2 separate regions of the Mus musculus genome follow, and region 2 is linked to region 1. The links are chromatin contacts, called in public promoter capture Hi-C maps. All regions are on one chromosome and are shown on one strand. Each heading gives the region's core, a stretch centred on a gene start, on an enhancer-like site or on the middle of the called end of the contact. The rest is flanking DNA. Distances are from core to core; before and after follow the strand shown.

Region 1 (6,782 bases), core at 4,249-6,748:
AAGGCAGGAACTGATATAGAGGCCATGAAGGAGTGTTGCTTACTGGCCTGCTCCTCATGGCTTGCTCAGGCTGCTTTCTTATAGCACCCAGGACTACCAGGACAAGGGTAGCATCTCCCAGTGAACTGGACCCTCCCCCATCAGTCACTAAACAAGAAAATTCACCACAGGTCCTGCTCCCAAAGTGCTCCCCAACTGCACGATCAACCTGACTCTGAGACATCAGAGATAAAGCATCATTTTCTGGATTAAACTCTTCAGAAAGACCTCCATGGTCCCAGCTGCCACAGAAGCCATGTTGAGATCCATCTCCAGTGCTGCTGTGGGATGTCTGTGGGATGCCCATGCTGCAGCTGGAAGCCATGTGGAAGTCTATGATCCACGCTGCCATGAGCTGCTGTTGGCAAGGAAGCTCCTTCTGCAGCAGCATTGGTGGTGACTACAGGATAAGGTATGGGTGGTGCTCATACCTGAGAGTGAGAGGCACTAAAGGCTTCTGTGACAGGAAGCTACTAACAGAGTCCTTCCTCAAAACCTGTGATAAGGATGATAGTGTAGCTGCCACAGTCTGTGGCTCCTGATGGGGTGGGGAAGGACTCAGTGGCCACAGTCTATGGCTCCTGATGGGGTGTGGGGAAGGACTCACTGATGGGGGGTGGGGAAGGACTCAGTGGCCACAGTCCATGGCTTCTGATAGGGTGTGGGGAAGGACTCAGTGGCCGCAGTCTATGGCTCCTGATGGGGTGTGGGGAAGGACTCACTGATAGGGGGTGGGGAAGAACTCAGTGGCCACAGTCCATGGCTCCTGATGGGGGGTGGGGAAGGACTCACTGATGGGGTGGGGAAGGACTCAGTGGCCACAGTCTATGGCTCCTGATGGGGGGTGGGGAAGGACTCATTGATAGGGGGTGGGGAAGGACTCAGTGGCCGCAGTCTATGGCTCCTGATGGGGGGTGGGGAAGGACTCACTGATAGGGGGTGGGGAAGGACTCAGTGGCCACAGTCTATGGCTCCTGATGGGGGTGGGGAAGGACTCAGTGACTGGCCACAGAAGTCTGACCATGACCCTGGGACACTGGAGTTGGTTTACTTTTCTTTTTGGTGGGGAGGAGGTAGCACAAGGGTGGGAAAGTGGGCCTGGGAACAATGGGAAGCAAAGGTGACCGGGGTGCACTGTATGACATCCCCACATGATTAACTAAAATAATTATGTGTGGGAGGGGAGAGAAATAAGGTGAAGTTTGGGAGAGGGGAGGGGGAGCACTCAAGCTTCGAATCTCATAAGGCCTCTGTGAGCCACTGCTTCCGTTACGTCTTCCTCCCACTTCCTCCCACTTCCTCCCACTTCCTCCCACTTCCTGAGCTCTCTAGGCTCCTCTCCTGTAGTTCGTTCTTAAACTGTTCTGGCTGAGATACTGTGAGAACAGAGTTGCCATTCACCGAAATGAGAAAACTGGGGACAACACACGTTTGGGGAGTAAGGATTAACTACAGGGCCTCACCTCAAGTGTTAAATAAACACTCTTCCCACAGAACTGCATCCAGAGGATCTAGATCCACAGGGAAGGATGCTCACGATGCCTTTAAATGCAACTGCAGACTTCATTTTTATCAAATCTATGCTCACTAACTGTCCTCAGGAAATCCAAGGAATATACAAAGGAAGGAGGAGACACAGGAGGCTGGTAGGAGACCGCAGATGCGTTGGCTTTGTAGATGCTTAGGAGGTGGAGAGAGCTGGGTATTAGAGTATAAGGCAAATGAGAGAGTAAGAGGGTAGAGTGGAAGAGGTGAACAGCAGCCTGGGAGCCTAGGGCTTCTTGTGGACATAGGTTTAATCACTCACACACACACACACACACACACACACACACACACACACCACACACCACAAACACCACACACATCTCACACACACACACACACACCACACACCACACATACATACACACACATACACAACACACACAGAAAAACACAAAGGTAAATAAACATGTATCTAGCTTTCCAAGTGGCATATAAGAATATACAAAAGACATAAACAGAAAAATAGATAAAAAAGGAAACAGATACACCAAAATATGTTCACTCTCATGCCACTGAAAAAAGAATAACAATATACCTTTTTTTTTGTCCCTATCCACTGGGTTGGCAAAGACTAAAGACTGCTAATATTTAATATGAAAAAAAGCAGAAATTATTTTATTAAGCTGTCCTTAGAAATATAACATATTTTGCAGAGTAAGGCAGTTAACTATCCAAACCATAAAATGCACAAAAGCCTTGATCTAGCGATTTTGCCTCTAGGCATTGTGTACCTCTGTTATATAGGGACAAGCTCACACTTGCAATGAAGGGAAAGAAGCCAGGTGCTGTGACCCACACCTGTTATGCCAGCCCTGAAGAGACCAAGGCAAAGGGAGTTCCAGGCCAGCCTGAGATACAGTGTAAGCCCCCACCTCAAGATGTGGCTTTCTGATGTTTACCATATGTGAGGCCCTGGATTCAGTACCTAAATTAAAATAAATAAGCAAGCCAAGTACAGTAGCCCACACCTATAGCTCCAGCACTTCAGAAACTGAGACAAGCAGACTACCATGAGGTCCAGACCAACCTGGATTACACTGCTAATTCCAGGCTAGCTGCACTACAGAGTGAGACCATCTCAAAAAAGAAACCCATAAGGAGCTGGAAAGATGGCTCAGTGCTTAAGAGTTCTACCTACTCTTCCATAAAACCCAAGTTGTGTTCTTGGCACCCACGTGAAACAGTTCACAACCACCTGTAACTCCAGGGAACATGATGCCCACCTCTGACCTCTGCCAGCACCTGCACCCGTGTGGCATACATTCATTACATTTACACAATTAAAACCTTAAGGAAGTGATGCAAGACATACCATGAACCACAAAGTACAGAGCAAGAGCAAATGTAGTATAGGAAATGTAGACGGGCTGGAGAGATGGCTCAGTGGTTAAGAGCATTTACTGCTCTTACAGAGGATCTGAGTTAAGTCTCAGAACCAACACAGTGCCTCAAAGCCATCCAGAACTCCAGCTGCTGGGGATTCAACACCTTCCCCTGCTCACGGAGGGCACTGGGCACACAAATGGTGCACAAGCATAAAGTAAACTAGCGAAGCGGAGAAAAATGGAATTATAAAGTTGAGAATGGCAGATACCCAGTGTGGGGGTTAGTTCTTGTCACTGAAGATAATGGGACCTCACCTGAGGAATTGCCTCCATCAGACTGGCCATCAAGTTGCTTTCCTTAGGCATGCTGTTGGGGGCATTTTTTTTGATTAATGACTAGTGTGGGAGGGCCCAGCCACTGTGGGCGATGCCTCTCATAAGCAGGTGGGTTGGGTCATATAAGAAAGCAAACCATGAAGCAAGCTAGCAAGCATTACTCTGCCATGGTTTCTGCATCAGTTCCTGCCTCAAGCTCCTGCCCTGGCTTCTCTGGATGATAGGCCACAACATGTAAGCTGAAATAAACTCCAAGTTGTTTTCAGTTAGTTGTTTTCTACCATAACAAGGAGAGCCAAACTAGAGCACCTAGAAAGATAGGGGCTGGTTCTTACTGAGAAAGGGCTCCAGCCTGCAGGGAGTATATACACTGCATCATACACTTAAGAGTAGCACGCGCAGGGCGTGGTGGCACACATCTTTAATCCCAGGACTTGGGAGGCAGAGGCAGGTGGATTTCTGAGTTCGAAGCCAGCCTGGTCTACAAAGTGAGTTCTAGGACAGCCAGGGCTACACAGAGAAACCCTGTCTCGAAAAACAAAAACAAAAAAACAAAAAAGAGTAGCACGCATTAACTAGCTATCCAGTAACTGTTAATTCCTGAATAGTAATTTCCTTGTAATCTGTTGTAAGAAAGATAATCCTAATTGTTTTTACATTAGGAACCTACCTGTAAAGGCAAGGAAGGGAGTTTTCAGTTAACCTTGGTTAAATTTCAACATCCTTAGTAAAAAAAAAAAAAAAAATGTTTAAATCAAACATGGGGTCTCACAAGCATAATGCCAGCACTGAGGAAGGAAGCTGGTCATCACAGGGGTGAGGCCGGTCTGGATACATAGCAAGTCCCAAAGACAGTGTGAGTGTAAAGTGAGAGACTGTCTTTAAAACAAAACAAAAGCAAGAAAACCCAGAGCTGGAGAGATGGCTCACAGTGGGTAAAGTGCAAACTGTACACGCCTGGCGATCAGAGCTGGTCCCGGAACCCACATAAAGGTGAAAGGAGACACTGACTCTACAAAGTTGTCCCCTGCCCTCCACACATGCAGAACATGCATGAAATCCAACACATATCATGTACACAACAATATTTGTAAAAGGTAATCTTAAAACTAAATAAATCTTAATTTAGACAGTAAACAAGCTGCAAAGAAAGTCACTCTGTAATGTGAAAATCGTCAACAATTCCCTGTTAGACTGAGCAAAGTGTAATAATGGTTTAGGGCAGCATCTTAACATCGTCTTCACACACACACACACACACACACACACACACACACACACACACCTTTTTTTAAAAAGCACTAAAACTTCCATACCTTTGCTACAAGTCCATTACTGTGGTCCTAAAACTATACGTACTGCCAGTTTTAAGTATTGAAATACTGATTCACAGTTGGGTATTGATGATACACACCTATAATACAGTGTTTGAGGTGGAAGGCTAGCTTGGGCTACATAACAAGCCCTTGTCTAAAGAACGCCAAAAATTTTCCCCTAAATTTGTTTTTTATTACTTATACGAAGGCCTAGGTAAACTACAAATAATAGACTGTCTAGGACAGTATGTTATGTAAACTCAGATATTAAAATCTGAGGTACAACACCACCTGCTTATGAAGTTGTAGTCATTACCGTAAGTTAATTGTACGTAAAGCTGCCTTTAAAAAAAAATCGACTAATTGAAAGCTTTGACATCTTTCTGTTCAAAACATAAATTATCTGCACTGGAGAAGGAGGAAGTTACGAGGAGACAATTCAGACCTTGATTGAGGAAGATACGAGGAGACAATTCAGACCCTGAAAACTTTCAGCTGACAGGTCCGCCTCCCCTGAAACACAACTCTTCTTGAAAGCAACAAAGCTTTTGGAGAAGCCGAGATAAGGCCTCCTGAAAGACTGCAAGCGGCGCCACTGCACCCGGCCCGGCGAGCGTGTCGCCCGGAACAGAAACACGCACCCCGGCCGACCCCCTTGAGGACCGATCCCCCGGGTGCTCGGAAGAACAAAGCGGGCTTAAGCCCCGGAACCACCGCCGCCCGCGGGCGCCAAGCCCTCCGCGCCATGCCAGCCCCAAAGCCCAAGCTGGCCTCTCAGGAACCGGGCGGCGGACGGGCTTCTCCGCTCCTTCCGCCCATCAGTTACCGTTCTTCGAAGAAACAGCTGTTCAGACCGCTCCGACCAGCGATAGTCACCACTTAGCTGGCCCGGCATTTACGAATGAGCCGCCACAACCATCGCTGCAGCCAGAGCCCCGCCTCCTGGACCGGCCCCGCCCAACTCTGGTCCAGTGACTCCTGGGAAATGTAGTTCCTACAGTCCGTGTGAGCTTGCGCGCAGGCGCCTCGGACACATGCAAACTACAACTCCCAGCAACACCGCCATAAACGTTGCTAGGGGATGCTCTATGCGCGCTCTTTTGCGGCGGGCACTGGTCAACAGCTGTTGTTCTGAAGTCAACCGATTGAGATCTGACCCCTGCGGTAACAGAGAGCGTACTCCATTGTGCCAGGAACACAGAGATTCAAACCGAATCTAAAAGACGACAGGTTTGGGAGAGTTTCGTCGTCTTCGCTTTTCTCTTTGAATGGGTTTGATTTAATAAAGACCTGTTTAAAACAAAAAAGTGACATTGGTAGGACGAATAAGTGAAGATAACCGTGGAAAAATTTACTCCGGAAATAATCATCTATTATGTGGCTAGTCGATGGCTGCACAAAGTGTGTGCATTCAGTGTTTAAATTATATGGAATATTGAAAGTGCAGATATTAAAATTATATATGGAATGTTGAGCGCAGATTTCACTGTTTATTTGTTTTGCCACCAGAGGGGTTCCAAAATACAGACATGACCCTTTAATCTAGGATGCTACAACACTTCAAGCTACCACAGTTTTTAGACTAGGTTTGAACAATATTGTAAACTAACATCTGTTTTTTAAATATATAATTTTACTATTTTATTTTTACTTTATGTGCAAGCATATTTTGCCTTCATGTTAGTATGTGCCCTGACGTGTGTCTGGTGCCTGTAGAGGTCATAGGGGCCATCTGATCCCATGATCCCATGGAACTAGAGCTACAGATGTTTGTGAGCTACCATGTAGGAGCTGGAAACTGAACCCAATCTTGGGAGAGAGAACAGCAAATGCCCATAACCACTAGGCCATCCCATTTTCTCTTCTCCGGTTGATCAAATGCTTGCCTAGTATGTTCTATCCTCAGCACTGTATAATCCAAAATTGGTGACCAGTCTCTCAGGTGGGGAAGGTGAATCAGAAATTCAAGGTCACCCTCCAATATAGAGTAAGTTAGAGGCCAGTATGTTAACATGAGATTCTATATAAAAAGGTCATCAAGAAGAATTGCCCTTTATACTAATTAGTTCAAATAAATCAATATTATTAAAGATAATTAAAATTTTGTACAGACACCTCAAACATGGAGACGGGAAAAGTTTTTGTTTTGCTTTGTTTTGTTAGGTTACATCATAGATGAAAAAGCCAAAGTTCAAAACTACCAAGATCACACACCTAA
Region 2 (6,785 bases), core at 3,549-6,048, 260 kb after region 1:
AATTACATGGTGGCTCACAACCCTCTGTAATGAGATCCGATGCCCTCTTCTGGTGTGTCTGAAGACAGTTACAGTATACATATATATAATAAATAAATCTTTAAAAAAATAATGGGTGACTTCAACATCTTATCCTATTCATAGATAAATCATACATACAAAAGCATTAACAAAGAGTGGGGAGCAAGAAGTCTTGGTGTGTGAAGGCCCTGAGACACCTAACACCTGAGTTCAGTTCCCATGTTGAACATGGAGGAAAGAACTACTTCATATCTGTAATTTTGTTACAGTTAACTTGATATTTGACCACCAAAGGGGTCACAACCCACAGGTTGAGAACCACTGTTTTAAAAGCCTTACATAAACCATCATATACATGTTTAGTTAGTTTTTAAGCCCTTGACAAGCACTTTTACAGGAATATTTTCTTAAAACAATGCATCAAGTGAGGCAAAGTGGTGCATCCTTCTGATCCCAGCCTGCTCTGGAGATAGAATTCTGTGGGTTCAAGTGCAAGAGACCTCCAGGTTTTAGCACACCATGTTGGAGGAGGAATTGTTCTGATGACTCTAGCTTGAATCAAGTTGACACAAAAAATCAGCCAGAACATCAGACTTGTTTGCAGGCAGTTTCTGCTACAGCCATGCTAGTAAATGAAGCTGACACATTGACTTTTGGGCCAAGAAATGTTCTCAACAACTCCACATTCTGTAGAGACTTCCTGATGAAAGGTGGATTTTGAAGGTCTGAGTAACATATTATTGAGCAAGTCTCCTGGAATAACCCTATATCTGATTGTATAAAACTTCAGCTATCAACTCAGCTAGTTTGGGGCTAGATGATAACCCAGCAGGCCCCTCCATAACTGCCTAGAAGTGACTGAAATAGTCCAATTAGTCAGATCTGATCTGATGGATGTCCTGGTATGAAAAACAGAAGACATACTGTACAGTGATAGAAGCAGTTTTGCTCAAGATGGAATCAGGTATGCCAGGGCCACAGTTATTGCCTTGGACAGAACAATGTGCACTTTCCCACCTGCACATTACCTGTGTATAAGTTCCTGGAAATAATGACTCTGAGACTTATACATATGCATAAATTTTGAGGCTAGTAGCTTTGACTCTGTTCCATGATTAGGTTATATCTCAATTACTTGCTTTGTTTGTTTGTTTGTTTGTTTTTTATTCTGTGTTCTGTCATGTGGTATGGTACTTAGTCCTCAGTTTCATGAGACAGTCATTTTCTCTGTCTCAAGGCAAATTTTTTCCAATGCCTGTCTCTATCCCAGAAATCTAATCTCTCTCTACTGGATGTCCTGTCTTCAAATCCTGCCTCAGCTCATTGGCCAAAGACTTTTTTATTGACAGGTGAAACTTCCATACATTGTACAAAATATTACCTCTACAAATGTGAGCCCAGTCTCTCAGCTGAGGGACTTCAACGCCAAAGGGATCAGTTCCTGGTCTTAACCCAGGTACTTTGCTGGGGGATGGGAAAAGCCATCACTATTTATACAGACTGTATGTATTTGCCACAACCCATGTCTATCAGACCCTTTATAGGGAGAAGGAACTCCTTACTTCAGGTGGAAAGGAAAATTAAAAACAAACAATTTCTGGCCTTACTAGAGGCCATATGACTGCCAAAAGAGGTAGCCATTGTCCTCTAAAAAGGGCATTAAAAAGAAAAATCTCCAGAGGCCCAAGGGAACAAGGCATAGACCTGGCCATCCAGAATGAGGCCCTGGAACCAGAGGAGCCTCTTCAGATCTTGGTTACCTAAAGGTTGCTCTAGTGCCAACCTGCACATAGGAAGAAACCATAGGCAAACAGAAAAGATGCCAAATAACAGACAAATGGGCAGTGGTTCTTGCTGGGTGGGAGACTTGTACTCTCTGCCTCTACAGGGAGATAGATGGTAATCAAACTCTACCAGGCAGGCCAACCATCTGGGGACATTCAAAACTGCCAAGCTACTCAGGCCCAGATATTATATCCCTGTAGATAATCTTGTCAAAAACATTGTGCTGGACATATCACTTCTATAAAAGTAAACCCCAAAGGAGAAAGAAAAGACCCAGACAAAATCCATGCCTGAGGAACCACACCAGAGACTATTGGGAAGTGGACTTTACAAAAATCAATCCCACAGTTCTTGGCTCTATTTGTTAGTTTCATAAACGCCTTCTCTGAATAGGTAGAAGCCTATGATACCTGAAGAGAGATAGCCTCGTGGTCACCAAGAAACTCCTTCAAGTGTTGATTCCTAGACCCCTCTCTGCCTGGTGTCTGACAATGGCTCCATATTAATGCCAACATCTCCCCAAATCTAACAAAGATCCTAAATGTTAATTGGAAAATATGTTGTACCTATATACTGCAGAGTTTGAGACAGGTGGGAAATGTGGCATTGTGCAGGCAGACATGGTGGTGGAGGAGGAACTGAGAGTTCTACATCTTGATCTGAAGGCAGCCAAGAAGATGCTGATTCTTTTGCATTGGGAGGAGCTTGAACACTAGGAGTCCTTATAGCCTGCCTACACAGTAACATACTTCTTTCAGCAAGGACATACCTCCTAATAGTAGCACTTCTGATGGGCCAAGCACATTCAAACCACCACATTCCACACTCTGGCTCCCCTTTAATACTTGAACCACACAGTCTGTATTTTTTTTCTTACTAAGCTTGCTATGCTTGATTAAAATGCTCTTCATGAGAGTCAACCAGAGGACAAAGTCTATGTTGAGCTTTTGTGAGACTTCCTTTGTCAATGTAATTAATCTGATTTTCTTAACTTTAACCTCAGGTAGACTCCTCAGACAAGGGCAAAAAGTACTATTCTTCATCAAACATTATAAGAACAATTTCTTGTGTTCAAATCACCCTCAGCACCAATGTCTTTCTATATTCCTATTAAGAGGGTTGATAAAGTCCCACTTAAAGCATTCCATGGCTTTCCAAATCCAAAGTCCCCAAATCCACATTCCTCCAAACAAAAACTTGGTCATGCCTATCACAGCTGGTCATGCCTATCACAGAGGCTGGTTCCTGGTACCAGCTTCTGCCTTAGTTTGGATTTTATTACTGTGTAGAGACATCAAGATCAAGGCAACTCTTATAAAGGACAACAAACAGTTGAGACTGGCTTTCAATTTCAAAGTTTCAGTCCATTATCATCATAATAGGAAGCAGGGCTGCAGGAAGCAATGCTGAATGCAAGCAGACTTGGTGCTGGAGGAGGAACTGAGATTCTGCATCTTGGTTGGAAGGCAACCAGAAAGAGACTTGAACTCTTCTGTACTGGGCAGAGCTTAAGCACTAGGAGCCCTTAAGCCTACCTACACAGTGACACACTTCCTCTAGTAAGGCCACAACTCCTAATAGTAGAAATTCCCAAGGGCCAAATATATTCAGATCACCACACCCTCACTCTTCTCTAAGCTCAAAGATATTTATAAGGCAGAAATGACTAACCACACCTCCCACACCTTCCTTAAACCCTTACAGGCCTCAAAACAGGTCTAGAGGCCTATTTATCAGACAATTTGAGAGTCTGTGGCCTTACCCTTTTATGAACTTGCCCACAAGTCCTGGCCTGGTGGCTTTGTATGGATAAAGAAGATTCAGACTCAGAGGCGACATAAAAAGATCCATACCAAAAAAAAAAAAAAAAAAAAAAAAAAAAAAAAAAAAAAGGTCCATACCTGTGGTCCTCACCACCCTCACAGTGGTGAAGGTCACCAGTGTCATCTCATGAATCCACCAGACCCAGCGGAAGGAAACTACAGAAGACAACAACAGATGTGTCATGACCAGGTCCTCTAACTCCCTAAAGATAAGACTGATAGGGGTCCTATGATTATGATGGTTTTATTTTGTCGTCTTTGTCTCCCTGTAGAAAAGGCCCCAAACCCTTATAAACTATGACCCTGTCGGTCCAAGTTTAGCCTGCCTAAGGGCATGATCACTCAGAGGCAAAACTCAGGGAGTTTGATTGCCAGGGTGGGTTGACAGGCTGTAGGGAAGCACTGAGGTACCACTCCAGGGGTGAGAAAACACAGTCTGAGATGTAGGAAGGCTGGAGCTGGTTCTGGGGTCCCTGGGCCTGCGATGAAGCTGGAGCCATGGGGTTCTCAGACTCTTGGACATGGAGGCACTGCTGGGAATCTCAGAAGAGCCAATAATGAAGGTGGGGACCTGAGGGCTGGGGACAGTGTCTAGCCTGGAGCTGGGAAAGAGAAGCTCTGGCTTGTCCTATCAGTGATTGTCATTAGCTTGGCAGACAGGCTGGAAATTCAGAGAGGCCTCCTACAGGAGAATTAAGCTGTGGCTCTGTAGGCAAATGCCTTCTCTATGGCTCCCCATGATGGATCTCAATAAAAGAGACAGTCCATGGTTCTAAACAGTTTATTGGATGTTCATAGTGGAAAATGGGTGCATACTGTAGCATAACCACTTCTCAGGGTGGACCTGGGTTTAAATACCTTTGGAGGGGAGAAATGTCTGGGAAGGGAAGCTTACTGGCTAAGCCCTCTGGGCCTTTAGGTACCTCAATAGCTTGAAGAATTCTTTTTATTTATTTATTTATTTTTTAAAAATTTTTGGTTTTTCAAGACAGGGTTCCTCTGTATAGCCCTGGCTGTCCTGGAACTCACTTTGTAGACCAGGCTGGCCTCGAACTCAGAAATCTGCTTGCCTCTGCCTCCCGAGTGCTGGGATTAAAGGAGTGCACTACCATGCCCAGCTTAGTTTGGAGAATTCTGCTCTGGGCCTATGTGACCACAAGTCACATTTCCTTATGTGAGGAATGTGGCATGTGTTCCAGGCCAGGAATCTGGCAGACAGCAGGGAGTGGCCTAAGTCTTAAGTGTGTGCTTACTGAGTCTCCAGATCTCAACCTGCTCTACCTTACCAAGCTTCCTGGCATGGTTTTACTGTCCAACATGACCCTGGGTCTGAAATTTAAGAAGTGTGTGGATGGGTGGGTGGGGTGGGATGGGGTGTCAGGGAGCACATAGCCGGTCTATCCACTTCACCTCAACACACATTCCAGGTAGACTTCTGACAACTATTACTTCCAGAGGCTACTAACAGATGCTTTGTTTTCTCCAGGGGAGAAACTCCCTGCTGGATCTGCAGGTCCACAGGTGAAGAGAAAGGGCTCTAATCTTATCTAGTACCATGGTTGCATAGCTGACAACTCCCCAAGCTGCCAGGAGCCAGCAGAATACCACTGTGCTAAGTAGGGTTGTGAAACTGCGTTTCCCTGGGCACATTCATTCCTAGGATCCATTCATAGTCCAAGAAATAGGACCAACACAACTGACTTACAGCCACAGGCAATGTAATCTCATACCCACAAAGGTTAGGGCCTGGCAGAAAGCCAAAGGTCTTTATTGAAAAACCAGTAAAACCTGGGGAGTCAGCTTATATATCAGTGGTCCAGACCCAGACAACAAATTTACTCTCAAAAAAGTCTGGCACTTAGAGTCATCCAGCCCATCAGCCCCAACCTGCCTACTGTGAAACCTCTGGGAAATGAGCCCCTAAGGTGATAAGCCTAGTTTGTCCAGGAATGCCTTCAGTAACTCAGGGCATAAAAGTGAAGTAGCAGTGGAACCCTGAAGTGGAAACTTCTAGTTTCTTTGGGAAGTTGTGTAAAATGATGTTTTTCTGGGGCACACAGGTGAAAAGATGTCTTGCTAAAGCAGACATGTGAAAGAATGTTTTCCTGGAGCAGACATAGGTGAAAGGACGTTTTGATACAGCACAGACGTGAAAGGAACCATGATGATATGATCCCATAGACAGTGGCAGAGGAGCACTGAGCATTGGTTTGGTTTGCTCTACCTCACTATTCTTCCCTAATGACTGGGGGGAAGTGGGTGTGGCCGCAGGCCCCGTGAAGTGAAACCCACTTGTTTACTGCCTTGCCTGAGCATGCGCAGTGAGGCTGCATGCATGGGCTGCCTGCCAGGCGGACAGTTCCTTGTGATCCAGACCTGTCAGCCTATCTGTGAACGACCTAAGCTCCTGCCTGGAGCGTTTGTGAATTCTGATTGGATGAGGTGGGGTGGAGCTAGAAGGAGGTGAGTCGGCGAGAGTAGTGAGTTTTGTTTAGCCCTTGCCCTAGGTAGAAGCCAGAAGTAGAATAGGAGTAGTTTAGCCCTTGCCCTAAAAGAAGCTGCTGGGGAAGAGAGCTGTAAAAGAAAAAGCCCAAAGTAAAGTTGCTGTGTGAACCCGACTTGGTGTCTGTGTTGGTCATGTCTCGGCCGGCTGGGAGGACCAACGACAAATGACACCCATGAATTTGTTCCCCTTACATAGTGTTTTTGAGCTCAACTTGTTATATCAACACCATTGAAAAAACTCACCAAAGAACTGGTGGTGAATGTTCCTGTGGCTCTTCAAACCTCAGGCTGGTTGACAACCCTTGTGGTTTCTTCTGGATTGAACTACAGCTGCTGGTTCATGCCTGGTGTCTGAGAAGAGGACTGGACTTATAGCTGCTGGTTCATGCCTGGTGTCTGCCTGCCTAGAGGACTGGTCTGCAGCTGCTGAATCGTATTTGGTGTTTGCTACAGGACTGAACTGCTGCCAAAGAAGATTGAGCTCGCCCCCAAAGAACTATTGTTGGACAGATCCACTTTCCCTCATATCCTAATAACTTTTCTCTTCCACTACCTTTGCTGGCTAGGGGAGAGCTTGAACCCTTATTAAAAACAGGTTGCAAAAAAAATCTATGCCTACCGAAGACAGTTCCTCAGAATGCTAAGAATGGT

What was found. Promoter capture Hi-C pulls out the DNA fragments that hold promoters and counts their contacts.
Region 2: a contact with region 1 is called in a promoter capture Hi-C map of the C10 cell line. The contact joins the enhancer-like site here to the promoter of Cenpj in region 1. A contact is called at or near these places in 4 of 39 promoter capture datasets (the C10 cell line, cranial neural crest, hematopoietic stem and progenitor cells and 1 more), 1 of 115 datasets of contacts at active chromatin or transcription factors (acute myeloid leukemia) and 2 of 9 other capture datasets (adipose tissue and liver).

Annotation. Positions count from the first base shown.
Region 1 is chr14:56,566,348-56,573,129 of GRCm38.p6, forward strand. It overlaps Cenpj (centromere protein J), which reads right to left and starts at 5,499. Exons shown (of 17, transcript NM_001014996.2): 1 at 5,391-5,499.
Region 2 is chr14:56,827,508-56,834,292 of GRCm38.p6, forward strand. No RefSeq gene overlaps it. Among named protein-coding and RNA genes, the nearest start is that of 2410022M11Rik, 19 kb to the left of the region's middle. Within about 2 kb of position 4,799, at least 27 of the 459 cell types and tissues checked have an H3K27ac peak or open chromatin away from gene starts, as enhancers often do.